Regions from separate parts of the Drosophila melanogaster genome. Here region 1 is linked to region 2. Evidence: chromatin contacts called from public HiChIP or PLAC-seq data. All regions are on one chromosome and are shown on one strand. The core of a region is the stretch at or near the end of the contact, and the rest is flanking DNA. Distances in the headings are between cores, read along the strand shown. Region 1 holds the start of EndoA (Endophilin A). Region 2 holds the start of Epg5 (ectopic P-granules autophagy protein 5).

Region 1 (7,701 bases), core at 1,931-4,430, 150 kb after region 2:
TTCGTATGTGTCGCATTTTGCTTTTATTTCTTTTTTTTTTGTTTTTTAATTTTTTCCTCTAACCAATTTCGGATTTATATATACTCTTAGTTGGGCAGTTGCGGCTGGATTTCATTCTGTGCTCGAAATTACCATTTTTTGTTTTGCTGCTGCTGCCTGAATTTCAAATGCCGCAACTTTTGCATTACCAAAACAGAGCTTAAGGCGGTTCATTCGGTTGAGGTTTAGTTACGGAGGGTTGGTCGATCAGTTCGCGGCTAACACTACACCAAAGTTGGCCAAGTTTGGCCCGCATTGTTGTAATGACGACGAACAAACTCGAATTTCAATACCGAAATACTTTTATTAATTGGCCCAAAACTTTTGCACTCCCCATCTTGTGAAGCGGCGGATGTTGTGTATGTTGGAAATTTACATTTAATTAAATATTTCAATCTGAATTCAAACTCGCCCCCATTTAGGCATTGTTCGTGGCTTATCCAACATCCAATGGCCCCTTCGTCATTTGGTCATTTGGTCATTTGTGGCCGGTCCTTGGCTCGTTAAGCCAAGCCATTTAATAACCACAGGTCCTAAGCCCGGAATTCGAATTGAAATGCAAATCCAAAAGCCATATCAAATCGAATCGATTCGATTCACATCGAATCGAAGGGCAGGATGGCCGGCAATTTGAGTGAGGACATTGGATAATTGGAGCTGCACTGGCACATAAATCAACATTGCCGCCGCAACTGGACGCAACTCAAGCGAGCTGACTCCCGACCCTCAACTCAAAGGGCTCCAATTGAGAAGCAAATCATGCACTGGAAACAATTGATGGCGCCAATGGAAAAGTGCATAAAAGGGCTGTCATAACCCCGCAAAATGAGCTGGGCCAGGGAGGTCAGGGAAACAAAGCAGAGGAACTCAGTACAAATATTTGACCAAAATGCGTCAAGTTCCATGCGATGGCCAAAACGATTCAAGTGTGCGTCGAAGTGATGACGACTTGGCCATTATATATTTCACTGAAAATTAAGTCACTTCAGTTGCATATATTTTTTAATGAAATATTACGATTTAGCTTAATTTTGGTATTATTGGATTAAGCTACTTAAAGCTAAGCTATAGTAACTTTTTTAATCCTGCAAGTTAGCATATTAAAACTATTAATTTATAAAAATTATTTGCTTAGAACTTAAGTTAGCATATTTCCCCCATAATGACAACACTAACTTTCCAAAGCATAAGCATCCTTTTAGTCGAGGTCGAACCAGGATTTTCGTGACGGTGACGTGAGCAGCCAAGTATTTGCGCCCCGAAAAGCGTCAAGAAGGCAAACGCCAAAATTTGTAATTCCCGATGGGAAATTTAATAAAGCAGCGGAATGCAAAGCTCGGCCGGCCACATCAAAGCATGTCCTAGGTCAGGAGTCCTTTGGCCTCCCCCCCCCTCCCCCCCTTACCACACACACACACACACACACCTTTGCACCCCTTAAACCAGCATAGGAAATTCCGGCATTAGGCTTATTTAAATTTTATTGCATCTATGTTGGTCGATTGCTAAGCTAGGAAGTATTGGACACTAAGGCAGCCGGAGGACAGGACTAGAATCCTAGGCAGCAGCTGCTCCTGTGGGACTGGCGGTGGCGGCCAAACGGGCCTGCCACTCGTCATCGATGGCCTTCAGCTGGTTCTTGGCCGTGGTCAGCAGAGGCTTGACACAGCGTATCTGCAGCCAGGGCAAAGTGGCGTTGTTGCAGCCACTGATCGACTCCTCCGAGGTGGCCACCACATCCAGGACGCGCTCCGCCAGGTCGGCGGGAAAGTCAGGCTGGGAGAGCAGACGCTCGGCTTCGCGTTGCAGGACTATCGACTGGAAGAATGAGGAAATCGAGGCGCCTCCAAAGGGAGCAGACGGTGCCACGGGAGCGGCTACACCGGCGGCAGCTCCTGTGCCAGCACCTCCGAAAATTCCATTTAGGAAGGGATTAAAGGCAGCCGCATACGGATTGGCGGCGGCAAAGGGATTTCCGGCAAGGGGATTTCCAACAGTAGCTCCAGGGCCCTTACGAGTAAATTATGATAATTCGGTTACATAATAATCCACTTAATGGGGGGGCCCATATCCACAACTCCTCACCTGTGCACTGATGCAGGCAATGCTGGCCGCCAGTAGAACAATTGCGAATTTCATTTCTTTTAATTTATCTGAGTTCACTTGGTTCTCAGTCGTTGGGTTTCGTCTAGACTAATTGCCAAAAGCACAACGGCTTGCGGCTTTTATACGCCATTAAAAACACGGCAGGGAGATCTTATCTCTGATATCTCAACTATTACTACTGCGATTGAACTGATTTACATGTTCATTGTTTGTTCGGTGGTGCTAAGTACCTCTCGGGGGTTATCTGTTCAGATAGAGCCAGAATATATAAAAAAAAAAAAGGTGGTAAAATTGCTACTTCATGCTGTGAACGTCACTGGTTTTTACGATGCAAATGGGGTTTAATTTTTGCCTGGGATATATTTGCCACCTTCTAGAAAGATAAAATTGACTGCTGTGCTACTGGTTATTTTGCGCACAGTTATTTTGGTAAACAGGATAAACATGATATTTTCTTATCCATTCTGAGTCATTCCATTTTTATCTTAGCGTAACATTCATCAGCAGTTATACAGCTTTATTTTTGCTGAGTACGTTTTCTATCAATATAATATATTTATGTATTGTAATGTTAGAATTTTACGCGCCAAACTGTTATTCTAATCTAACAGCTATTCGATTAACAGCATGTACAAGGACAGAGCAAATACAGAGACCGACAGTGGGACCGACCATATTTATTCTAGTCTAATAATTCTGCCAATCAACATAGATTTCAAATTCAAATTTATAATGCATTAACATTATAAGTATTAGATATTAAATGTAAGATATTATGTTAACTGTTTATGTGCTTCTGGCTTCTTAATATAAAATATATATATTACTTTAATTTTTAATATTGTTTTGATATATATATATAACTATCTAATACCCCCCTGCAAAGAAATTAAATGAAAATGTTAAGTTGTACCTCACATCTTTAACATATGCCTAGAGATGAGCGTATCCCGTGTATGTCCGTTGTTGTATGCGAATGATTTTGGTATTTTACGAACCACCGGTCACACTGAATGTTTTTTAACAGAATTATCGATAGTCCCGCAGCTCCAGTGGCTTAGTGCCGTTGAAAATTGTTGTACACAGTCAAGATATTGATTTTTGCGAGCCGAGAGGAAAACGCGACCCCACAGCCCCCGCCCCCTGTGCGCGACCAGTAGTAGTAGTAACGACTCACGGTCCTTCAAACATTACGCAGCCCAAGGTTCTGGAAAAAATCGAAGATTACGAGCAGAGCAACAAAAAAAAAAACGGGGCAGAACGTGCAGAGCAAGCGAAGCGAGTGAAAGTGCCCGCAGTAGTGGTCAGCAAAAGTAGAACTCGAACTCGGGCTACAGTTCACCAAGCCAATTCGAGTTTCCCGACTCGCAGCCTCCACTGAGCGAGCAGAAGAGCCCCGGAAAGTAGCACCCCCAGCGGAGAAGGAACGGAGAAAAGTGCAGTACGCGTAAGTCTTCCAAACGTAAACGTTTTAAAAATAGACACACTCAGCCAGCCAGCCAGCCAGCCAGGCAGTCGGGCAGTCAGTGAGGCAGCCATCCAGTCCATTGATGAAATTGTTGACTTGATGATATTGACATTGAATTTGAAATCGAGTCTCGACTAACCCAACCAACCCGTTCACAGCAACTGCGTCGAGCGCCCCAAGACCAATTTAATCAGAGGAAGAAAACCAGAAGAGACAGCAGCAGCCATGGCTTTCGCCGGACTCAAAAAGCAGATCAACAAGGCCAACCAGTATATGACGGAGAAGATGGGCGGTGCCGAGGGCACCAAACTGGACATGGACTTCATGGAGATGGAACGCAAGACGGACGTCACCGTGGAGCTAGTGGAGGAGCTGCAGCTAAAGACGAAGGAGTTCCTGCAGCCGAATCCAACGGCACGGGCCAAAATGGCAGCGGTCAAGGGCATCTCGAAGCTGTCCGGACAGGCCAAGTCCAATACGTATCCGCAACCGGAGGGCCTGCTCGCGGAATGCATGCTGACTTATGGGAAGAAGCTCGGCGAGGACAACAGCGTGTTCGCGCAGGCGCTCGTCGAATTCGGCGAAGCGCTGAAACAGATGGCCGACGTCAAGTATTCGCTGGACGACAACATCAAGCAGAACTTTTTGGAGCCACTGCATCATATGCAGACCAAAGACCTCAAGGAGGTAATGCATCATCGCAAGAAGCTGCAGGGCCGGCGGCTAGACTTTGACTGCAAGCGTCGCCGACAGGCCAAGGACGATGAGATTCGTGGTGCCGAGGACAAGTTCGGTGAATCGCTCCAGCTGGCCCAGGTGGGCATGTTCAATTTGCTCGAGAACGATACGGAGCATGTCTCCCAGCTGGTCACCTTTGCCGAGGCACTATACGATTTTCATTCGCAATGCGCGGATGTCCTTCGAGGCCTGCAGGAGACACTGCAGGAGAAGCGCTCCGAGGCGGAGAGCCGGCCACGCAACGAGTTCGTGCCCAAGACGCTGCTCGATCTGAACTTGGACGGCGGTGGCGGCGGCCTCAACGAAGATGGCACGCCGTCTCACATTAGTTCGAGCGCCTCGCCGTTGCCCTCGCCGATGCGTTCGCCCGCCAAGTCGATGGCCGTAACGCCGCAGCGCCAGCAGCAGCCCTGCTGCCAGGCCCTCTACGACTTCGAGCCGGAGAATCCCGGCGAACTGGCCTTCAAGGAGAACGACATTATCACCCTGTTGAATCGCGTCGACGACAATTGGTTCGAGGGCGCGGTGAATGGCCGCACCGGTTACTTCCCGCAGTCGTATGTTCAGGTGCAGGTGCCCCTGCCCAATGGCAACTAGGCTATTCCTCATCCTGTTCCTCGTATTAATCCCGATCCCTAAACCAATCCCATCCTATCAAACTGGCTGAAGACGTACGTAGATCGCTGATTGGAGAACAATAACCTTAATTGTTGGTTTCGCCACCAGAGGCGCGAAATTGGGCAGCCCAAGCCGATGCAGAAGCAGGAGCAGCAGAAGCAGCAGCAGCAGCACATAAATGCAAATATATATATATAGTTGAATTAGATGAGCGGGTTACTACGATTACGGATATTACGATACGGCTTAGCTAGCAGCACACAGCAGGCTAAATTCATGGTGGCCATAGAGCAAGCTAACTAAATTTTATGTGCAAAATTATACCAGTTGGCAACACAATAATTAACAAATTAACTACGAGTTAAATTAATGTACGTATTAACTAACTAAATTTACAAGACGTTACGCGCGCAATGCCACTTCCTTGCGTTTTTACCTTTGATTCTCAAACGTCAGCTTTGTTGTTCGTTGCAAGTTGCGAACATTTAGTACTACTTCACACAATAGATCGATCACGTATTAGAACAGTTGGTCCGGCGGCAGAAGCAAACAGAAAAACACTCTAGCTAATTAACTAAATTACCCGTGTAATCTTAATCACGCCCATGGAGGCGCGTCTCTTTTGTCTTTCCACCTGAGTTCTTCTAGCCTCCAGTTTTCGGAGGTCTTTTTATCCGGTCTCATCGTTGTAATTTAAACCAACCTACGCCAATGCGCTCTCTATGCAAATGTCCCTTTATAGGCTAAAGCTACGTATCCACACCATACGCCCGCCCACATGCATATACATATTTATTATATACCCGAAAATACCTACATATACCTACTCTACCTACGTATATTTGTGCAAAAACAATACTCCCCACACTCTATTCTAAAAGGCATACGGAATACCGTTCTTGATGTTCGTTGTTCAATGTAAAGAATAATTCAATTCAATTTTTCGAGGATGAAACAAGCGAAATTTGTATCCTACTTTTTGCTCCTTTTTATGTGTGTTGTTTTTTTTGTTTGTTAATTATATACATAACAACTATATATATATATATTAAATGAAATCAAATATATGTATAAATATATTTATTAAGCGTATTATCTACATGTATATTTATTATTATGTATTTATTATAAATTATACTGAGCAGCAACGTAAACAATATAATGAATATTTAAACGATGATAACAGATAAAAAGTACTAGCGGCAAGTAAATGTAACAGAATCCTCCTAAACAATACCAACCAACAAGCATAATACTAGTTAAACGATTTCCACAAAAATGTTGATAATAATAACTTTAAACGTAAGCAAAATCCAGTCAAGTCAATCGAAGCATAGCAACACTTACGAACCTACTAACGCGTTTACCAACCGCAACTCTAGATCAAATATTTATATATTTAACGAGATAATAATAAACATTCGACGGCAAACCGATAAAATGATTCAAAATAGTCTCATGTTGGCATACAGCTATGCACGATATACATACGAATGTATATACATATATATACTCGTACGTTTAGGAATGATATACACAAGATACATATATATTTACGTATGAAGAAAACCATTGAATTGAAAGCCATGCAACTTGTGTTGATAATAAATTTGTTAAATGCCAAGAAAACATTTAACAGAATTATATATTCGAGTGCGAAGATGAAACATTTGCCTCGTGGACGGACAGACTGCCAGTGCGAACATTTCCAGAGGATACCCCATCTGGGGAGGATCCACCCATCGCCTGGAGACTATCTTTCCACGCGATACACACTTGCCCCACGTGCAGCGGGGCCCGAACTTCAAACAATAATTATTGTAATTTTGCATTTTTGTGTGGGCGGTAACTTGAATAATATATATTACAAGGCATATACATAATAATAATAACTATGCTAAAACTGAAGACCCTAATTTATGCAAACCAAAATTAATAAAATTTAATTTTTAATGTGTCTTTCGTTCAAAGTCATAACTGAGAAACAACAAAAAAAAAAACAAGCAAACGTCGTTTACTCTTTGATATTTCCCATCTGACCTTAAAACCATAAAACGTGCTGCCTGTTGTGTAACACAGAGACTCGAATGCTGCTGGGAATGGGTGGTGGTGGGCGATGTGGGAATCCGGAGGCGCCACCAATAAACTACAACAGAAGCATTGAAATTTTCGATTTTCCACACACAGACACAGGCAGCCGCCAGCACACCCTCCCCTCCCCTATCCCACTGACCCAGTGGGCATGACATTGAAACGTGACGCAGCATCCAACCCCTGATGCCCACGCCTCCAGTCCAAAAAGTGGGTGAGGTCATGCTGCCAGGACACGAGTGTTTGCCAGTCTGGGCTGATGCAACCAATTCAGTCAGTGGGGGAATCTTCAGTCTTCTTTCTTTGCCAATTCTGTTGGCTATTTTTTTGGCATTGCGCAGGTGAAAATCAAGGCAATATATTTTTATCTGTTTGTTTGTAAAAAGCAATTAAAGTTTTCCCTTAATGTAAACTTGGAAATTTGTTCAAAGAACATACATATGTACATACTCTAAACAAATGCTTAATTCTTATGATTACCATTGCTTTTGAAAACATTGATCTTTTTATTAGCCATGCTTAAAGATTAGCAGCTCGCTTCAAAGTTAAACAAAGTTTATTATTGAAAGTATTGTATGTTACTTTTTTTTTATTATTTTAATAAGAATATACATTAATATAATATTATCATTTCTACCTTT
Region 2 (7,138 bases), core at 1,245-3,744:
TTGACGAGACTTCCATCCTTAGATCGATTTCGTTCATTGGCCATCTCAAAGAATGTCTGCAGAAGGTAGTACATATCCTCGGGCGCCACATCGGCATTCGCTAGATCGAATTTCCGCCAGAAATCTTCCGCTTGAAAGGCTGCTTCCGCATTGCTCACTAAATCGTTGGCCAAATCCGTGGGGAAACCCACATTTAGATAGTAAAACAAGTGCCAGATAACCTCTGCATCCAAGGTGCCGAAGGGCAGCGTGGAAAAGTATTGCCATGTGCCCAGGTTTCGGGTGCGGTAGATGTAGCCACAAGCACGTACAAGTAGGGCTTGTAATTCCACTTGGATGCGCTCGTACATCTCGGAGGATTTATAAAGGTTGTTGTTACTGCGCGGTAATTAAGTAGATAAGAAATAATAAATTAACATTAGGTGATCTACTCTACTCACATGAACAGTTCGTTGTAATCAAACACGTATTGCAGAGTATGTCGGACCAGACGACCAAGTCGTTTGGCCAGCTGCTTATATCGCTCGTTATTGTAGGTCAGCAATCCTTCACCGATTGTCTTGACCAGTTGGGAAAAAAACACTACCACGGCGAGCATTTGCTGGGCCGTGATCATATCCGGTTCGATAATGTAGTCGTCTAGAAATTTTTCAATGCGCAGGGCCGAGCTAAGGATTAGATTTTTTAGAACCTAATCAAATTACACATGCAGACAATCGAACTCACGTAAAGATCTTCTCGAAAGGCATCTGGTTGAGCAGGGCGACCAGGTCACTTTCCTTCAGACCTACGCATTCGCCGGCGGGTGTGTGCGAGTCCTCGCCATCGGAATCCACCACTATCCAGCGATCAGTGGCTCCCGGCGTATCGGAAAGTTCGCGGTGAGCTTGAGCCTGACTCTTGAGATATTCGTTTCGTTTTTTCACGGGCATCAGCAAAATCTGCAGCACAGCCATGCAGTGGTTAAGTTCGGGCGAGTTTAGGTCAAGTGGCAGTTCGTTCTGTTGGGAACCACGGCGCACTGCTCGCGTTCCCGGCAGTTGCAGGAATTGGGCAGCCCAGGAGCCGACTCCATTGGGACAGCGCAGGATGTTAAATAGAAGGAACCAGTGATCCTCTCTCGTTGCCAGCAACAATTGCAGAGCAATCAGCTTGCGCAGCCATTCCTTGAGGTCTTTGTCGAAATTCTGAGAGGGTAAAAAGATATTAGATATGTTCTCTCACTCTTAACTTTAAAGTATTGATTTACTGCATTTGGACTGGGTCTGCGAACGAAGCTGAAAAGTATGGATATAGCTCGCCTTAGTTGGGAAACGCACTGCAGTGCCTCTCCAGATTGTGTGTGATGTAATGAAACCACCGAATGGCCATCCAAATTGGGATAGGTCAGCAGATCATTGATGATTTGGTCAACCTTTACTTTGGTTATCTTGGCTGTAATCGAGTTATTCGTATACGCGTGGCACACCAGGTCATATAGGCCAGTTAAAGACGTCTTGGCCACTTCTAGTTTAATGGGATCCACCTGTATCACACTGGAAAAGACATTTCGGTAAGCAATTCCATGATGGAGGTAAGACTTGACTCACTCGTAGGTGACGCATTCCTGGACCACATTGCCATCGCCGCAGGTTCCACTGAAAGTGCGTGTAACTGGCTGTCGGACCCAGATTTGTTTTTGGGACTCGGCGCAGCCCTTGCGCAGCTTCTCTACATCGTGCAGATTGGAGGTGATCTTTCCCTGCAGTTCATAGTATTCCATAACAGCCGCATACAGGGGATCCGCCTCGCTGGTCTCCAGCAATGAGTTCATTAGAAACTCCAACTCAAATTGCTTGGCCAGCTCCAGCTCGGGACAATCGTAAATTTGCCGCAGTTCCTCCGTGCTCAATAGCTTAATGTGACTCCTGGCTAGCGCGAAACCGGTGGGCGACTCCGCCTGTCGGTACACGATCTTAGCGGAATGCTCCTCCACTTGGGCGTTGGACAGCTGCATGGGCTGCAGGTTGGGATACTGAACGACGTGAACGGTCGTCGAGGGCGGGGCACTTGGAGCACTGGGTTGGGCCTCCGTTTCTGTGGGTTCCTGTGTTCCTTCTGGCTCTTGCGACGTTACTCCTACATCGCTGGAAATGCAGCACTCGTGGCTTATGATTGCCTCGCCACTGGAACTGCTGGCCAAGGTCGCAACGCGCTCGAATTCCTCCAACAGAGACACATTCTCCGCTGGTCTTTGTTCTTCACTTGTTGATAACTCAGCAGGTTCCTCTTCCTCTTTTTCGATCGGCACTCTGTTGCGAGACTTTTTGCTCTTCTGCAATTTCATTATTAGGTTCGTTACTTTTTACTGCCCACGACTCACCTCCTTTTTGGGCTTCTCCAACGTGGCCATGTTGTACGTTTGATTGCTTAGGGATCAGACTTTTTGCGTTTTATTTTCGCATTCTTTGGGGGGCCGCAAAAACGCCAAACAAAAAGACCCATAAATATAATAGTGATGGGAGAAACCGGAGAACAGCTGGGAGCAGTCACGATGGCTCACGAGTAAATAAAGCTGCTTTAAAATTCATGTTTATGTCAAATACAATGCTTGGTAAAATACCTAAACAGCTTATTTTATATTTTTATATTCATGCTTATACTTTGGATATCTAATTACAAATCCACTTCATTCCCCGCTTAACTTACGTCACGTAACAGTCGTGACTCACGCTGCACTCTCGTTGCCCTGGTCATCGCAGTTATCGATAGACCAATTTGATGGGCAGCACTGGCCAAGTTTAGAAAGTTTCAGCGCGCGAAAAGTAAAAATTGACGTTAGAAATGTAATTCTTTGTGTTTGTTTTTTATAAAAAATACGTTTATTTGTCTTTATTTATTGCATGCTGACACGCACACACATATGCGTTAAGTACATGCGAATGAAATGCGCGAGCAATTGCTCAACAACAGTCGCGCACAGAAAATCACAGCATCTTTATAGACATGAAACACTTGGCTAACTAACTTGCTCTATTCTACGGCTTAGCTTACGTACTACGGACTAAGTTTTAGGGTCAGACTATCTACGTATGCAACATAGTTAACCCTCAGAGCGCAGATCGCCCGGCCAGTTGGCGATACACTCCCGTTTCGCCCTCGCCCGGCACAATGTCCAATTGGATCCTACTGCTGTCGCATATCGACTGCTGATCCCCTGCTGATCCCGTTCCCTCGGAGGTGGTGAATACCACGGCGATGGGACTGCTCTTCTCCTTGTCCTCCGGCGAGGACTCGTAGCCGTGATTCACCTTCTCCGCCTTGCATGTGGTTGTCGTGGCCGAGGAGTCACTGCTGCTCCGCCCATTCAGTCCGGACTCCTCCTCGTGCTTCACGTAGTACGGCTTTCGGCCGGAGAAACGCTCGCACAGCCGAAAGATCAACGGATGCAGCAGCTTGCCGTCGTAGGCGTCATCCGGATGCTGAGTCAGCAAGCTGATCACTGTGCCAATGATCACGGTCAGTGCCGTGCCAATTAAACTGTAGTACATGAAGCTGATCGAGTAGAAGGTCTCCAGTCCGGATCTGCATTGGAATTAAGCGTACATTAATATCAGGATAACAAAGTTCTAGTGCACATTTTCACCAGGTGACGTACTATCTTACGCAATACTTTTAGAATAATTAAATTATCTCACCTTTCAGGTGCAATTGTGGGCTGTGTGGGCACAAAGCTCTGGTTGAAACCATCAATAGGCGTGTGCGACAACAGCCAGGGCATCTGTCCCTGTTCCACGATGGGCTTGCCAATGGACTGCGCGAAGGTATCGTTGGTGCAGCCCTACATTTTGTAAAGAAGCAAAGTATTAGGCATCAAGCTTAAAACGGAAATGCTTTAAAAACCCACATCTGTGGAGGTGGGCAGCAGGGGATTGTCCTTGGTAACGGTCATGCCACCGCCAATGATCCAAAGCACAAAGGCGCAGGCGGTGACCATGCCGGCGGAGGTGCCCTTCCAATTCGCAATCGGAACCATCATGGCCAGGATGAAGCAACCCAACAAAGGACCCGATGTGGCCGAGAACACCAGCAGCGAGGACTCAATAACGCCCGCCAGCAGACCAACTCCAAAGGCCACGCCCATAATAATCAGTCCACAGACGACAGTGATCGACTTCAGAATTCGTAGCTGCTGTTTGTCGGAGAGTCCCTTGAATTTCGGCAACTGTGAGATGAAGTCCTCCCAAATAACCGTTGCCAATGAATTCAGATTCGACACCATCATGCTGGAATGTTAGCTTGGATTAGTGAAAGAACTTTGTGAGAATGTGAGCTATTTACCAAAGGGCGCCATTGAACAGAGTGGCCATGAAAATGCCCACGAAACCGGGCAGAAAACCGAGCTGATCCTCCACAAAGAATGGCAGAATCTCATCGGGTTTCTTAATGTAGCCCTCGGCGTAGGGATCGCAGTTGATGTACGTGGAATAGATGACCATGCCAGAGATCCAGGAGATGGAAAAGAAGAAGAAGACCAAAGGCACATTGGTCAGCATAACTCTGCAAAATCAGATAAGATTTTTTAATTAATTAATAGATTTTCGTTAATAGGTGGTTCGCCGAAGATAGTCACTTACCGACGCACTTGCTTGAGCGACTTGAGGCTGACATAACGCTGCATAAAGTTCTGCTGACAGCCGATCTGGGAGAGGGACATGAACAGTTGGCCCAGCCAAGCCGATGTGGTATCCACTCTGACAGTCATATCGCCCGTGAAGTTCCAAAAGTTGAGACGTCCTGAAAATAGAAGGAACGAAGTCCTTAGTGCATGTTTATGGCGGGAAAAAGATTGAGCTGCCGTTAGAGGAGGAGCACGTGAAGGGATTCCCAGGAGCCCTACGATTGCCGCACAATGACAGCCAACAACTCAAACTCGAGTGACAAACGCTCCGCCGACACACATTTATTACTGTCGTCATGCGAGGCTGCCATTTCCTCCTTCCCACCTCGGATTCGGATGCCGCTGTTTTATGACACTTTTATCATCATCATTTATGTGCATAATGAGCCGACGCAGGAACAGAAGCAAAGCGAACGGCAATCCACAATGGATGCCATTTTAATAGTCATCATTCGTCAGCACTATACACACACACACACACACACACGCACACATCCTGGCAGCTGGCTAATAAGCTGCCATGATCAATCGAAACAAATCCCACACCCACTGCCACTGCTTACCATTGTCCCGATTTAGTTGGTAAACCTTCTTCACGCCGCCCGTAGAGATAGTTCCCTGGATACAAACCGCCACAGTGACAACCAGAATGGTCACTGTCTGGATGACGTCCGCGTTGATAGCCGCCTTCAGGCCGCCCTAATGAGTTGGAACAAGGGTGAAGAGGAATTTAAATATTTTCATCATTAAATCGCTGGCATTCCCGTGGCACAGCGATGAGCACAGTACGTACCATAATGGTGAAGAATATGCAAATGACGGCCATGCCCGTAATGGAGGCCCAGTAGGGTATGCCAATCACCGTCGAGAGGGCCACGCTGGGAGTGTACACGGTGATGCCAAGGTTGCAGATCTGCCGCACGATATATGTCGCCGATGCCAGGCATCTCACCGTGCGGCTCTTGAACCTAGAAAACGAAAGGAAAAGCAATGGATAAGGATAAGAATGAAGAATAAGAATATGGACGAAAACAGGAGCAGGTGAGTGCATCGTACTACTAAATTTAAGCAGCTCCATCCGTTTTTTTTTTTTGCTTGTTCTATATATATATATATTTTTTTTTTTAACTTTTAATGTGTGTCCCCTGCTCGGGTGGCATTTCTTGTTTTTCATTATTGCTCTAGCCCCCTTTTTTTTATGATTTACTACCGCTGTAAAGAAGCTATGTGGAATCGGGAGCAACGGGCGGGTCGAGTTTACGACATGGACGAGAAAAACCTAAGAAAATTGGCGGCTCTGTAACTCGTTTTGATTGTTTTTATAGTTCAGACCAGCGCTTTTATGGACTAGGTTGTAAAAATTTGTGTGTTAATTTGATGCGAAATGTGCGACAAGATGGGTGAGGAGGTGGGGGGGGGGTCACTGCTTTGGGGGTCCACCTAATGATCGTTTAGTGTGCGTTATGTGGCCATGGTCGAATGTCTGAAGTGCCTGCGCACACGCATCCAGCGGGCACGGCATGGCTCTTAATAAATAAATGGCTTTGCGTCCGTAATCCTTTGATTGGCATCCTGAGCTTTAAGCCACTAGTTGGCGCATAAAGTTAACAGTCCGTTCCGAAGCTATTAAATTGTTATAAAAGGCGGTTAGACGCTGGGAATTTTAAAGCATGAAGTGGTTGTATTTTGCCAGGAATATTCAGCTTTATAGCTTGTGTTGGCTTTTATGATTTCGTTTTTTTTTTGTTTTTAACAATAATTGCATTCTCTTTAAGAGATTAATGAAATAATCGTTAATCACATTCGCTCGGCAAATGCGATTTTGTTTTTATTAATATCAATATTTAATCTGCATAATTGTCATATAATATGACTGTAAATCATTAAACAAATCTATTGGGGTTGGGTTTTCCAACATGATTTATAATGCAGGACTATGGACAATCTCTATTGATAGTTGCTATATCCTTGCACCGAACTGTGCATTGTAATCACAAGTAATTTCTTGTTGAACATCTGGGCTGACTGTATAATCCACTTTTGTCCTGTGCCCAACTCCGCTCCATTTGCCCAGTCTCCTGCTCTGCTCCTCTCTGTTTGTCATTCGGTGTCTCTGCATTGGGCGACGTGTGTGAGATGGCCCACTAAATGATTAATTGCCCTTGGCCAATATTGATCTGAGACGAGTTGGGCTGTCAACGGGCCGTGTCTTGGCTGAGGTCCTGGACTTGAAGGTGCTGGTGGCGGGGGGAAGGTTTATGAGCGATTGGTGACCCAGGTGTTCGGCAGGGGGGATTAAGTGCACACTTAGATGTGGGACGAGTTGCACTGGATTTCATCTTTAATCGCCTTAATGTTCTGGTTATTATAAAACGTGGCCGCAGGCTGCAAACCATCGTACTGTGCATTAATTAATGATGTTGCACTTTTCCCTCTCTCAATTGGCATATGCGGGATGTTGGGGCCACGCCCCCGAAA

What was found. HiChIP or PLAC-seq counts read pairs in DNA pulled down with a chosen protein or histone mark.
Region 1: an H3K27ac HiChIP or PLAC-seq map of the Kc167 cell line shows a contact between it and region 2, with 3 times the contacts expected there. The contact joins the promoter of EndoA here to the promoter of Epg5 in region 2. A contact is called at or near these places in 21 of 107 Hi-C or Micro-C datasets (the D17-c3 cell line, the Kc167 cell line, the OSC cell line and 12 more) and 2 of 6 datasets of contacts at active chromatin or transcription factors (both in the Kc167 cell line).

Annotation. Positions count from the first base shown.
Region 1 is chr3R:18,903,429-18,911,129 of dm6, forward strand. EndoA (Endophilin A) reads left to right here and starts at 3,181. Exons shown (of 3, transcript NM_001275788.1): 1 at 3,181-3,592; 2 at 3,772-5,022; 3 at 5,078-7,327. The coding sequence starts at 3,839. The coding sequence ends at 4,948. CG14292 reads right to left here and starts at 2,227. Exons shown (of 2, transcript NM_142502.1): 1 at 2,125-2,227; 2 at 1,505-2,049. The coding sequence starts at 2,178. The coding sequence ends at 1,597. Sgsh (N-sulfoglucosamine sulfohydrolase) reads right to left here. Exons shown (of 1, transcript NM_142503.5): 1 at 7,625-7,701.
Region 2 is chr3R:18,756,379-18,763,516 of dm6, forward strand. It overlaps Epg5 (ectopic P-granules autophagy protein 5), which reads right to left and starts at 2,495. Exons shown (of 15, transcript NM_142495.4): 1 at 2,363-2,495; 2 at 1,590-2,314; 3 at 1,250-1,535; 4 at 727-1,187; 5 at 441-668; 6 at 1-378. The coding sequence starts at 2,392. It overlaps CG7720, which reads right to left. Exons shown (of 11, transcript NM_142496.4): 5 at 5,454-5,628; 6 at 5,224-5,359; 7 at 4,617-4,776; 8 at 4,321-4,539; 9 at 3,887-4,265; 10 at 3,678-3,820; 11 at 2,858-3,564. The coding sequence ends at 3,090.